Linked DNA regions of Sus scrofa: region 2 is linked to region 1. The links are chromatin contacts, called in public HiChIP or PLAC-seq maps. All regions are on one chromosome and are shown on one strand. Each heading gives the region's core, a stretch centred on a gene start, on an enhancer-like site or on the middle of the called end of the contact. The rest is flanking DNA. Distances are from core to core; before and after follow the strand shown.

What was found. HiChIP or PLAC-seq counts read pairs in DNA pulled down with a chosen protein or histone mark.
Region 2: an H3K27ac HiChIP or PLAC-seq map of skeletal muscle shows a contact between it and region 1. The contact joins two enhancer-like sites. A contact is called at or near these places in 2 of 47 Hi-C or Micro-C datasets (embryonic fibroblasts and heart right ventricle) and 2 of 2 datasets of contacts at active chromatin or transcription factors (alveolar macrophages and skeletal muscle).

Annotation. Positions count from the first base shown.
Region 1 is chr13:61,373,134-61,375,833 of Sscrofa11.1, reverse strand. All of the region lies in intron 57 of ITPR1 (inositol 1,4,5-trisphosphate receptor type 1), which reads right to left. LOC106505661 (a long non-coding RNA gene) reads left to right here. Exons shown (of 12, transcript XR_002337646.1): 9 at 267-339; 10 at 1,029-1,182. Among named protein-coding and RNA genes, the nearest start is that of BHLHE40, 150 kb to the left of the region's middle. Within about 2 kb of position 1,338, at least 10 of the 83 cell types and tissues checked have an H3K27ac peak or open chromatin away from gene starts, as enhancers often do. A contact at or near this core is called in alveolar macrophages and skeletal muscle, where this site is marked.
Region 2 is chr13:61,553,075-61,555,774 of Sscrofa11.1, reverse strand. No RefSeq gene overlaps it. Among named protein-coding and RNA genes, the nearest start is that of BHLHE40, 26 kb to the right of the region's middle. Within about 2 kb of position 1,439, at least 15 of the 83 cell types and tissues checked have an H3K27ac peak or open chromatin away from gene starts, as enhancers often do. A contact at or near this core is called in alveolar macrophages and skeletal muscle, where this site is marked.

The DNA.
Region 1 (2,700 bases), core at 89-2,588:
ACCTGGCAGGACCAGAGCCAAAATGCACACTTCAGATTTTCTGCCTCCAGATCCTATTCTTAGGTAGTGATGGCTTCATGGTGGGCATCAGCCTGGCTCCGGCTTTGCCAAGAATGTTTCCATCAGCAATGAAAGGAGAGGGTCGAGATCAGAAGGAAAGAGAAACCACTTTCTACTACATTTTGATGAATGTTAACTTGAGGGTGAACATTTGGCTAAGTTTGCTACTATGACATGGAGCTTCAAATGTCCCTTCTTTCCCCCAGATGTTTCCGTCTCTAAAGAGAAGCGGTTGCAGCACCCCAAAGGGGCTGCAGTCTCAGGAGTCACTCTCTCAAGGTCAGTGTGGGCCCCTGCCCTTCTCACAGAGCCTATGGCTGATTCTACTAGGAAAGTGCTGGTTTTTGAGATGGAAACCTATTTGTCACACCTGACACCATGCCTGTAAGCAGTTGTTTCTGGGGCATCTGGGATGTTCCCTGGGGCCCCTCCCATCTGGTTCTGGGGGTTGCCTTTTGGCTGCTGTTACATCACAGTTCTTTGGGAGTCTCTGGGGTCTTAATCAGTGGGTTAAAGGAGAGCTGAAGAACTGATCACTTCCAGCCTCGTGCCTCTTAGCAAGAGGTAGTTTTCTGAGGAACCAGATGAGCCTAATGGGGCGATTTCTTTGGGGACAGGAGGTAAACCACAGGGCCTCAAGGCCTCCTGGCCAACTCTGCCTTCCACCTCTGACACTGCCCATCAGCCTCCCTCTCGCTTCAGAGCAGGAGCATTTGCAGCCACTTAGAGTTGGCTTCTTAAAGAGCTCTGCTGGTCCCTCCTCCCAGGCAGCCGCCAACTGAGAAGGGACATTAACAGCACCTCCTGCTGTGGCTGTGGCTGTGGCTGCCTCTGGGCGTCTGACTAAGCGGGTCCATGACAGGAGGAGAGAGCCACCTTCACTGCAGCTCCAGTTCCCATAGCCATTACCACCCCCCCACACACAGTGACTCTGCCAGGCACCCCCAGGTCCTAACCTGCTCTGGCAGTGCCTTCCAGGAAGTCCCCAGCAGGGAGTCAGGTGGCTGCAGGACTGGACACCGCCAGGAACAGTGTTGGCAAAAGCGCCCTGCCTTTCAGCCAGTGGATCTAACACTTCCTGGGCTCTCACCAGACATCTGGTTTCTCAGCAACTTGGAGGTTGTAAGTAAAGAATTCTTTGATGCTACAGATTTTTAGGCTGTTTGACAAGAAGTTCTCATACACAGAATGACGTGGATGGGAAAGCACAGTGAATGCTGAGTTCCTCAAAGCATGGCTGTGCAGGGGGGCCTTTGAGCAGGCTGGGTGGCTGGCTAGGGTAACTTCTGGCTCTTAATCCCCATCAGGTGACGGCTCACAAGGCTCCTGTTAAGTCTTTGTGACTGGGACAGAATCCCAGAAGTGCGCTAGAGTTTTCTGTAACCGTAAAGTAAGGCCATTTCAAAAATGGCCCCCAAAAGATTTAAAGATAAGGCACATTCAGACACTTGAGAGAGAAGAACACAAAGTGAGGGGAGAAAAGGGATGTGTGACAAGGGTGAAAATTACAGGCCATCTCTTCTAAATATTAAAGAATTTAGTGCAAATGAAAGTCGTTCTATGTGTATGCAGATTCACATGTGTCAGCAAAAATGCTGATCATATAGGGTCTTATTTGGCATTACCAACAACTGGAAGAAAAGAGCATCTGAAGACTTTTCTATTAATTGTCTCAACCCCAGAAACCTAAGCTGTGACTATGTGCACTGGCCACCACTAGAATTCCTAGTCTCCTTAAGAAAAGACCCTGCTCCCTATGTGGCCCAGAGCCGCCAGCAACCCCCCTCTGTCCTCCCACCACTGTGGTTATGGAGTGCAACTCTGGGTCACTGAACTGGCTTTGAACCCCAGGGCAGCTTCTGAGCCCTTCCTGGGGAAGTGACTTAGCCCTAAGCCTCTACAAGAGAATACCCATCACCATAGCTCTGGGACTCATGTTCCTCTCCCCCTTTTCTTCTGCTCACTTTATTGTTCTCTCTCGCTTGCTCACTCTCTGTCTCTCTCTCTCTCTCTCTCTCTTTTTTTTTTTTTTTTTTGCTTTTTAGGGCTGCACCTATAGCATATGGAATTTCCCACACTAGGGGTCCAGTCGGAGCTACAGCTGCCAGCCTACACCACAGCACAGCAGCTTGGGATCCAAGTCATGATCCAAGTCGAGCCAGAGACCTACACCACAGCTCACAGCAATGCAGGATCTTTAACCCACTGAGGGAGGCCAGGGATTGAACCCGCATCCTTATGAATACTAGTTGGGTTCATTTCTGCTGAGCCACGATGGGAACTCCCAGATGATAGTTCTTAAAGCAGTATCTGTTTTGTCTCTTCTGTCAGATTTTACTCTTCAGCGTATGATTCACAAACCAGTGGCTTTGGCATCCCCTGGAAGCTGGCTGGAAATGCAGAATCTCGAGTTCTGCCAGGGCTGCTGAATCAGGGTCTGAACTCTAACCAGCTCTCCAGATGACTCACATACATTAAACTAGGAGAATTACAGAATGAGACCTCAGGGCCTCCATGACACAGAATGCACAGCATCCCCAGAAAGCCCCCCAGAACCAGGTGCTCAAGAATTCAGGCTACTAGAGTGCTGGTGGGCTTGCATCCATTGCCAGTGAACAGTGGTCTCTTGGGTTTCTTAAC
Region 2 (2,700 bases), core at 190-2,689, 180 kb before region 1:
TGTAGAATATTTGTTGACACATCTGCCTCCTCCACATTAAACACCTTGAATTCTGAGTTCTTGAACTCCACACTGACATTTGTAACCCCAGTGCACATAGAAGATGCTCCAAATGTTTGCCAAATAGATTCTTCTTTGGCCTTTTTTTTTTCCTTTATACTTTCTGTCTTCTTGTTCCCTTCTTCTAAATTCATAGTGGCTTCCTATTCATGCACACCGGCTGGATGTTAGGTAGAGGAAGTACTGTGTTAGGCACTTGCCTTGTTTGTCCTGCAAACATCTTATCCTCTGTCCATTCAACAGAGGGTCGGCCAGGGTAACATAGCTAGGAAGGTGGATGGGAACCTTTCTAAATCTTTGACAGGGAGTTCCTTTATGGCTCAGTGGCAACGAACCCAAGTAGTATCCACGAGGATGCGGTTTTGATCCCTGGACTTGCTCAGTAGGTTAAGGATCCAAAGTTGCTGTGAGCTATGGTTAGGTTCATACAAGGCTCAGATCTGATGTTTCTGTGGCTGTGCTATAGGCCAGAAGCTGCAGCTTCAATTCAATCCCTAGTCTGGGAAACTCCATATCTCTGGGTGCAGCCCTAAAAAGCAAAAAAAAAAAAAAAAAAAAAAAAAAGTGTGAATCTAAGTCCTGGGGATGGGGGTGGGACTGGAGGTGGGGTGGTGGCATACTTTCTCATAAGGGTTCTTATAGTTGAATCTTTCTGTAGCTGAATCCTAGAATGTCAGAGTTCAAAGGGACCATATGGGGCCTCATTTTGCAGAGGGGCCAGAGAGGCCCAGAGTGAGGCTAGAAGTTGCTCAATGTCACTGAGTTAAGTCAGAACCAGAGCTGAACTAGGAGCTAGGTTCCTTGACATGTTTGGAAGAAATAGATAGATATCCGGTGTGGAGATGAGAAGAGAAAGACCCAGGCGGGGCCCAGCTTTCCAGGGATGGCATCTGGTTGTGATGGGTATCAGTGAGACTGCTCAGGGTTAGCTCAGGACAACAGAGCGAGCTTGCTATCTGTGTGGAGGGAAGAGCAGGCAGAGACAACAGGACTTCCTCAAGGACCAGGCACGTCTCTAAACCAGAATCCGTTTGGATCCAGCCTGGCCATAGACTTTTGGGACCCAGAGTTGAATTTCTTGTTCTGGGCCCCTAGCCAGGACAGCCTTTGCTGTCAGCAAGCCGTGGCCGGCCACTTGGAGGGCGCCGGGGCGAGGTCACAGAGGAGGCCTGGTTCCTTTTCCTGGGGCCCCTACCCCAGGTGGCCACTGAGGGCCCCATTCTGGTTCCCAGTAATGCCTGCCTGGGGTTTTCCTGCTTCTGGGTCTGCATCACAGCCCCTCTTAGGTCACATTGCCTCAGGTCCCACTCAGCGTTGCTCTGAGCTGGAAAATCCCTCGGAGCCCGCCCGGGGAGCCCATGACCGTGGTGGCAGGAAACTGTGACAGCAAGGCTGCTGGGGGGGATGAGGTTTATTCTTAGTGTGTGGCTGGGAAAGGCGGGGCTGTGTGGGGGTAGAGTAGAATGGAAGGGTTGGGAGAGAACAGAGAAATCCCAAAGGAAGGAGCCCCTCAGAGACTTTCAGACTAGTTTTCTTTCCCAGAGTGGCCTTTGCTTCTGGCCTCCAGGACTGTCTCCCTGCCTTGGGTGTCCCTGGAGCCTCTTGGGGGACATCTCAGGATCCAGGGTCCAGCCCCTCAATTCAGGGATCCCAACTTCTGTGGTTCAGTAGTAATAGCCATGGTAACCATGTAAGTAACAGTCATTAATTAAGCACTTCCTAGGTGCCATGTTCTGTGTATGCAGTACAGTGCCCAGCACACAGTGTGCCCTCAATAAACGGCAGCTTTGGGAGTTCCCTCCTGGCACAGTGGGAACGAATCCAACTAGGAACCATGAGGTTACGGCTTTGATCCCTGGCCTCACTTGGTGGGTGAAGGATCTGGCGTTGCCGTGAGCTGTGGTGCTGTAGGTTGAAGATGTGGCTCAGATCCTGTATTGCTGTAGCTGTGGTGTAGGCTGGCAGCTACAGCTCCAATTTGACCCCTAGCCTGGGGATCTCCATATGCTGTGGGCGCAGCCCTAAAAAGCAAATAAAATAAAATAAAATAAATGGCAGCTTTATTGTAATCCACACATCCACCTTAAGAAGCAGGTATTAATCCCATTTTACAGGCAGGGGAACTGAGGCAGGAGAGCATAAATAATTTCTCCAGGGTCATACAGCTACTCATTTGTTCTCACACCCAACTTATATTTATGAAGTCCCTACTGTGTTGTGGCCACTGTCTTGGATGTGAGAGGAGGTCCAGAGTGCAGTCCCCACCTCAGCTGTGTGGTGTGTGTGTGTGTTCTAATGGAGGACTCCAGCTGTGAGCAGATAAGCAACTTTCTAAGGAAGGTAACTGCAGGTTGAGGGTGCAAAGTACGTGTGCGGGGTGAGGAGATGAAGAGTAAGGGAGAAGGATGATAAGGTAAGGCTTTTCTTCACAGGTGAGATGTGAGCTAGGGCTGGATGGGTGAGAAGGAGGTTGTTCTCAGCAGGGCCAACAGTGAGAGCAAAGGCCCTGGGTGATAAAACCTGGTAGGTTAACTGGAGGCCCCAGGAGGGTGAGTGGGGGGTGGGGAGCATGGAAGGAGGAGAGAAGGGCAAGCAGGAAGGCCTGGGTTCCAGCAGCCTTCCAGAGCCCAGGGAAGGAAT